2 separate regions of the Mus musculus genome follow, and region 1 is linked to region 2. A link is a contact called in public promoter capture Hi-C data. All regions are on one chromosome and are shown on one strand. The core of a region is the stretch at or near the end of the contact, and the rest is flanking DNA. Distances in the headings are between cores, read along the strand shown.

Region 1 (3,746 bases), core at 1,216-3,715, 260 kb before region 2:
CAAACCGTGACACCTCTGTGCAGCAAGGGAGTGACAGAGTTAAGAGACAACCAGGAGGCAGGGAGGGGAAAACAAACAAGTTGGTCATCAGCATCTAGACTATATAAGCAATTCAAAAAGCCAAGCACCAAAACTACCAAATAATCCACTTAAAAACATGCTACCCCTAAGCAGATAGTCCTTAAAGGAAGAGATGCACGTGGCCAAACATATGAAAGAATGCTTAGCCTCTTCATCATATCATCTTATAATCGCAAACAAAAGCACTTCAAACCCATAATGCAACATCATCTCACCCGTTATGATGGTCATCATCAAAAGTAAAAATAAATGCTGGTGACGGTATGAAGGAAGGGAGCTTATGCAATGCTGGTGGGAGGATAACTGGGTGCAGTCATTAAGAAGACAGGACAAAACTAGAAACGGCTAGTGAGACGGTTCAGTGATCAAAGTCCCTGCTGCACGGGCCTGAGAACCTGAGTTTAGTTCACAGGCTCACATAAAAGGCAGGTGTGGTGGGGCACCTATAATCCCAGCACTACTTAGAGACAGAAGGAGCCCCGGAGGTCGTTGGCAAGTCAGCCTCGCTGAATCTGCAAGCACCATGTTCAGTAAGAGATTGGCTCTTGAAAACAATGTGAAGAACTGTCAAGGAAGACACCTGACTTGGCCTCAATGTGTACACACATGCATCTAGACACATGGGGTTTTTGTTTGTTTTTTTGTTTTTTGGGTTTTTGGTTTTTGGTTTTCAAGACAGGGTTTCTCTGTGCGCCCTGGCTGTCCTGGAACTCACTCTGTAGACCAGGCTGGCCTCGAACTCAGAAATCCACCTGCCTCTGCCTCCCAAGTGCTGGGATTAAAGGTGTGCGCCACCACGCCCGGCTTATACACATGTATTAACACACAAATATACATATATATCAGAAAAGTAAAATCAAAGTCAGGCTTAGTGGTACACCCAGTAATCTCAGGACTCAGGAGACTGGAACTTATCTGAGCTACACAAAGTGACTTCAAGGCTAGCCAGAACTTTAGAGATGGACTGTTTCTCAAAAGAAATCAAACTTGTAAGCTAGAAAGACATGCAGTGTTAACAGTACTGGCTATATTACATTGAAGACCTAGTTTATATCCAGGCATCCAAGAAAAAAGCTAGGCACAGCCATCCACACCCACGCCTATGAAGGGTGAAGGCAGGTAGAGTGCTGAAGCCTGGGGCCAGAAGCACAGGGCCATGGACAGTGAGGCCAGGCTCTAAAACTAAGGAGGAGAGAGTAACAAGGCGGGATACCTAGCAAACACAACTCTTCTTGAAAGAGCAATAGAAAGCAAAAAAAATCCTTAAAAAAGAACTACTCTATCATCTAGTGATTTCACTCCCACATATGCATTCAATGAGATAAAATCACTATAAATACAAAATTATGTGCAAATTTTATTTATTACTAGTCACAATAACAACAGTATTGAAAACAATTTAGGCACCTACCAGTAGACAAGTGAATAAACCGTGGCACATATAACACAAACCTACTCAGCCGTCAAGCGGATAGAGCACCATTGGCAGTGTTTAACCAAGCAAACACTGAAGGCAGACTCTACATGCACAGGCTCACTCATTCGTGTGAGCTGAAAAGTCCACTCTCAGAACCTAAGGGAATAGTGGTCACCAAAACTAGGAATCAAAGGAGAAAGATGGTCACAAATAATGTTTAAAAGGACATCACAATATGTTCATCAGGTCCCATGTAAGAGAGGAGAACATGTTTTAAAGTTGCCTGCTGAAGTATATTGTTTCTATGTTTAGTATATATGCTACTGTGTTTAACACTTCCAGCAATTTATTTTAAGAGCTTAAGAAACTGGTTAACTCTGAGAATTTATTCAAGACAAATACCAGACTTTTCAGTCACAAAGTAAGCAGAGAGCCTGAGTGCACACTGTGAGCCCTGCAATTGTTCTCTGATGGCCTATAGTCCTACACAGTTGTGTTCAGAACCCTGACTGGGGGGCACTCTTACAGGACTGTTGTTTGAAAACTGATACCCACCAGGACCCCAGACTTAACCAAGGAGGTTCCTGCCTTGGGGATACAGGGCAAGTGTGAGGCTGTTCAGTTGTGGTCTCTAGGACCAGGTCCTAGGCCCTGAAAGAACTGAGTACAGATGATGACCTCTGAAGACACAAACATTATCTTCCTTCACCCTCCCAGAGCCTCCACCAGCCCTGTGCTTGTTTGCTGGGAAAGCTTGTAATTCACAAGTTAAACCCATCTTGCTAATTAAAATGTCATCGTTTCCCTGTGGGGGCCGGGTATCTATGGTGATGCAGGAACTCATCCAGATCAAAATCTCCATCACCTATTTTTGAAAGCTAGTTTTAAAGCTTGAAGTAATGGAGCCTGCTGAAATACTATTTTCTCTCTGAGGGTCAACAGCAGAGAATAAAAGATTGAAGATGGCTGGCAGATCTTCCCCACATCTGAGACGGAGACTTCTATGCAGTTTTGCCCTAATACTGAGATCTATCACACACCACCGCACAGAAAGCATGCCAGTCCTTCCCAAGTTTTTGTCAAGTATCAGTAATACCACTATAAATCACTTGCATATAGAATTACGTCTTTACTGTAAGGCTTATTCATGTGAAATAAAACTGCTGACTTTGGAAGTTTACTTACATATGTTTATGGGGTTTTTTTATACACAGAGAGACATAACAGTTTCTATGTACCTACAAGATTTATGATTTTGAAAATAGAAATGGTATGGTAATGATTTAGTAAGCTAGCAGGCTATATCAACCTAAACATGGATAATGTACAATTGACTAAAGAAAAACAAAAAGAAAGATCAAATTGTTTATGTACATTTTCTAAAAAAATAAGTTTTAAAAGAAAATATAACATGGTCCCAGACCGTATGAGGACCCTAGACCTTAGCACAACTGACTCCACAATTGAAGTGCCATTCAGGCTGTAACACTAAGCACAAAGGTAACACCATCTGTCAAAAATGACAATAAAGACCTAACCCATTATCCTAAAAGGAAGGTAGGCTAGATGCCAGGTAAGGTCACTGAAATGGTCACCTGCATTGTTTCAAGTATACACTGCAATGATCTTGAAACTACGAATAGTAAAAACCAGTCATGGAGTGCTTGCTTCTTTTGCAGATCACCCTAGTTTGGATCTCAGAATCCATGTTAAACAATTATCAACCACGTGTAACTCTAGCTCCAGGGAATTAAACAACCTCTCCTGCCCCATGTCCCATGACCTAAATGTATGCATGTGTGTGAGTGAGCGTGTGTGCGTGCACACTCGTACACACCCCCCACACCCCAGAGTCATCACACTCATCTTTTCCTGCATTTTGTAGCCGTTACAGGTATGCTGTTCACATATGAAACTTGACAATCACCTAATACCAGAAGTAATGTAAAGAGCCAAATCCTAAGTGATTGACACGTCATAGGTTATGCTACCTCCATCATAAATACTGCCTTCTGCTGCTGTATCAGGGGCCACAGCCTTAGACAGTCTGCAGTTAAATTAGCTTGGCAGTGCTCCAGTAAAATGTATGTACAAAAGCACACGGTGAACCACAATTCTCCCATCAGTTACTCTGAATGATCGTCCTCTCAGCTTTTACTCTCTGCTTTCTATCACCGTCTGGACTTCCTTTAATATCCATGCTGCCTGCTGTCAGCATGCTCTCATCAGCTCCACTTAGCACCCAGAA
Region 2 (3,533 bases), core at 121-2,620:
ATCCAGGCTAACATGGTGCTGGAGAAGGAGCTGAGAGTTCTCTATCTTGATCCACAGGAAGCAGGAAGAGACAGTGAGCCACATTGGGCATAGCTTGAGCACAGGAGATCTCAAAGCCTGCCCCTACAGTGATATACTTCCTTCAACAAGGCCATATCCCCGAAATAGTGCCACTCCCTATGGAGCAAGTATTCAAACACATGAGGCTATGGGGGCCACACCTATTGAAACCATTACAACAGCTAAATTAAAAAGCCAGGGGAGATGTGAATTTGGGAGATGGAGAGGAGAGTGTGCAGTCTAGGGCTCTAGGCTGAATAAGACTGCTACAGGAAAATATTTCATAGACAACTATAAGAGTACTCTGCACGAGCCCTGCAGACAAGCTTAACTAAAGGGTGGTGCGGAAAGTAGAAGAGAAGAAATAATCAGATGGAATGAGAAAATGGAGAGAAAAATTCTTTAAACTAAGGAAAGGAACTGTAAGGTAGGTGTTTCAGCTCCCATCAAGGAAGCCCCTCTATTTGTGCAAGAAGTTCCACTCCTTTCCTGTGTTAAGTTCATCATTCTGTTCTGAGCCAAATCTGTTAGTGCATGGGCACCTCTCCTCCCGGAAGTCATTTCCCCAGCCAGCCCTCAGGAAATCATAAGATTCTAGGCACACTAGCATCGCTCTGTCCTTTCAGCAGCCACGTCCTTCAACACCTTTGCACTTAGCTCTTCCTCTAACCTAACTTCTTGAAGTTTTTAAGCAAAGACTATGGATTTCTTATTTCCCAGGTCGCATCTTCCCAACAAGACATTCTCTGCCCAGAGCATACATATGCATTCGCCATCCTGTGCCATGGCTGCTCTATGCCACAGTGCTCTACTCTAAGCATGGTCTGTGCTTTACCCTACATGACCTGCTCTAAGCACTTCAGAGCATAGAACCTGTCCGAAATTGTTGTGTGAACAGTGTCAGTTTTACCCCACTAGGAAGCAAGTTACAAAATAGATGTGATACTATAATCCCAAAAAAAGGCAGGTGAGGGCAGGAGAAACATGAGTTTGAGGTCAGCTTAGGGGCTACACAAAGAGATCCTTCCTCAAAGGCAAACCAAAAATAAATGAAAGCAAGTTTCTAGAGGCTGCAAAGCTTAATAGTGGGTAGAGGGTGAAAGCTGGGAACACAAGAAGCAGTTGTTTTCTCCCAAGGGGGAGAGGGTCACCATTTCAGCAATTCTGAGATGCTGTGTTGGAAGGAGGATTGTGGAGAGCATGAGAAAACAGCATTTGAGTAAGCTGGCAAGGTTCTGACTGTGACCGCAGCAGCACAGTCAGAGGGTCTGACTCATGAAGTCTCCCCAGTCACTGTCCTGGGTGCCCGCCTGCTAACTCTGTCATCACAACCTGTCCGTGCATCTGGAGCAGTATCGTACCTAGCCAGAGTTCTATCACAGGGCCTGCAACAGTGTCAGACACACAGCAAACAGTCAGTAAATCCCGAGTAAAGGAGTAATCAGGAAAGACAACGGCTATACAAAAACCACTGGTTTTCAAGAGGGGACTTTTCCAAATCATACCTTATCAGCAAAATAAACATCAAACAAAACCCAAAAAACAAAAACCAAGAAGGTTTCTGCAAAACACAAGCCCAAGGATAACTGTATCCACACAGGGGCCTTGAGTCACAAATCAGAACAAAACTTTACTGTCTTATGCTTTACCGTCTTAGTTTGGGGGGAGAGTACAGAAAACTTATATGTAGATACGAACATTAATTAGTACTACTGCAGTTTTGTTTCCTTATAATTTCCAATTTTTTGACTACAGAATCTTGGGATATTTTATTTACCCATGGGCTGGTGCCACCTAGTGGACATTATCTCCTTAAACAGGTTTGAGTCTAGAAATTTTTTATTTACCTGAGAAAGGAAATGATGGGGACTATGGCTAGTTAAAGTCACTGGTCAATTTCACTTCCTAAAGTCCCCTGCAGACCGAGACGATCATCTCTACTTGAAAGACAAAGAGACTTAAGACAAGGAGACGTTTGGGAAGTTTCCAAGATCAGTCAGAGAGACACTGCAGAGCCAAACTCTCACCACTGTACCCACAGCTCTACAGCAGCAAGTCACCTGTGCAATTAAAGAAGCCAGCATTATGTATCTGTATAAGGGAGGCAAGCAGATGGTGGTGTGCTTTAGTGCCCTGGAGATGAGACTCAAACACCAACAGGTTTCCAAGGAAGCAGTTTGTTTATCTCCACCTACGTGCCTGAATCTAATGCTAATCACCCACTGGAAGTCTTATAATACCATAAAACTGGACGTTGGGGATGGCAAGATGGCTTAGTGGGTAAAGGTTCTTACTTGCCTTTCAGCCCTGGAGACCTGAGTTTGATCCCTAGAAGCCACATTAGAGTGGAAAGAGAACCGACTTACTCTACAAATTGTTCTCTAGCTTCCATACATGACCTGAGGTTCATGCACACATGTAATAATAAATAACTTTTTAAAGCTGGGTGTGAAGATATCAACATTCAGATTTGGGAAAGCCATAAAAGTTCAGTCTTTAACATGAAGATTACACATCAGTACAGCCACCATAAACACACAGCTATGACTGCCTTACCTATACCTTGCTGATGCTGTAGGTGGCTGCTGTGTCATTATATTCTATCCTGACTTCATCAGTATGCATCTCTAACAACTCATGCACCATTACTGCTTAAGAAAAGAATGCAGGCTGGAGTGATGGCTCAGCGGTTAAGAGCACTGGCTGCTCTTCCAGAGGTCCTGAGTTCAATTCCCAGCAACCACGTGGTGGCTCACAACTATCTGTAATGGATCCGATGCCCTCTTCTGGTGTGTCCTTAGACAGCTACAGTGTACTCACATACATAAAGCAAATAAATAAATCTTAAAAAATGAAGAAGAAGAAGAAAAGAAGAAGAAGAAGAAGAAGAAGAAGAAGAAGAAGAAGAAGAAGAAGAAGAAGAAGAAGAAGAAGAAGAAGAAGGCGGCATTTGCCGGGCAGTGGTGGTGCACGCCTTTAATCCCAGCATTTGGGAGGCAGAGGCAGGCGGATTTCTGAGTTCGAGGCCAGCCTGGTCTACAGGGTGAGTTCCAGGACAGACAGCCAGGGCTACACAGAGAAACCCTGTCTCGGGAAAACAAAAACAAAAACAAACAAACAAAAAACAGAGAGGAGAGAGAAAATAATGCATTTCTGATATTTTCTAGCATATATGTGTTTAAAATGTCTCCAATGTTTTCATGCCCATCTCCTATGGCATCCAGAGACTAAAGCTTCAAGTACTGCATTTAGTTCTAAATCTCTTGAGTTTCATTAACCTAGAAAAGTTTCCCAATCCTTTTTCTTCTATAAAACCAGATTTAAAAAAAAAAACAAGGTATGATAATAGCAGTGCAGCTAGATGATCATTTAGGGATTCACAGAGAAGTATGACCAATGGCACGGAGGGAAGGATGCTGTAAAGCACCAGGCATGACCACTTAGTCTCAATGTTAATTTGCAGCCACCTGAGC

Evidence for each region. Promoter capture Hi-C pulls out the DNA fragments that hold promoters and counts their contacts.
Region 1: a contact with region 2 is called in a promoter capture Hi-C map of hippocampal neurons, with 3 times the contacts expected there. The contact joins two enhancer-like sites. A contact is called at or near these places in 12 of 39 promoter capture datasets (the 3T3-L1 cell line, 3T3-L1-derived adipocytes, the C10 cell line and 6 more), 1 of 15 datasets of contacts at CTCF or cohesin (the NIH/3T3 cell line), 2 of 484 Hi-C or Micro-C datasets (liver and nephron progenitors) and 12 of 115 datasets of contacts at active chromatin or transcription factors (the 230-238 cell line, the NIH/3T3 cell line, the SCID.adh cell line and 4 more).

Annotation. Positions count from the first base shown.
Region 1 is chr12:31,772,365-31,776,110 of GRCm38.p6, reverse strand. All of the region lies in intron 7 of Cog5 (component of oligomeric golgi complex 5), which reads right to left. Among named protein-coding and RNA genes, the nearest start is that of Gpr22, 60 kb to the right of the region's middle. Within about 2 kb of position 2,465, at least 15 of the 459 cell types and tissues checked have an H3K27ac peak or open chromatin away from gene starts, as enhancers often do. A contact at or near this core is called in hippocampal neurons, where this site is marked.
Region 2 is chr12:31,506,493-31,510,025 of GRCm38.p6, reverse strand. All of the region lies in intron 1 of Gm40362 (a long non-coding RNA gene), which reads right to left. Among named protein-coding and RNA genes, the nearest start is that of Gm40362, 8.6 kb to the right of the region's middle. Within about 2 kb of position 1,370, at least 13 of the 459 cell types and tissues checked have an H3K27ac peak or open chromatin away from gene starts, as enhancers often do. A contact at or near this core is called in hippocampal neurons, where this site is marked.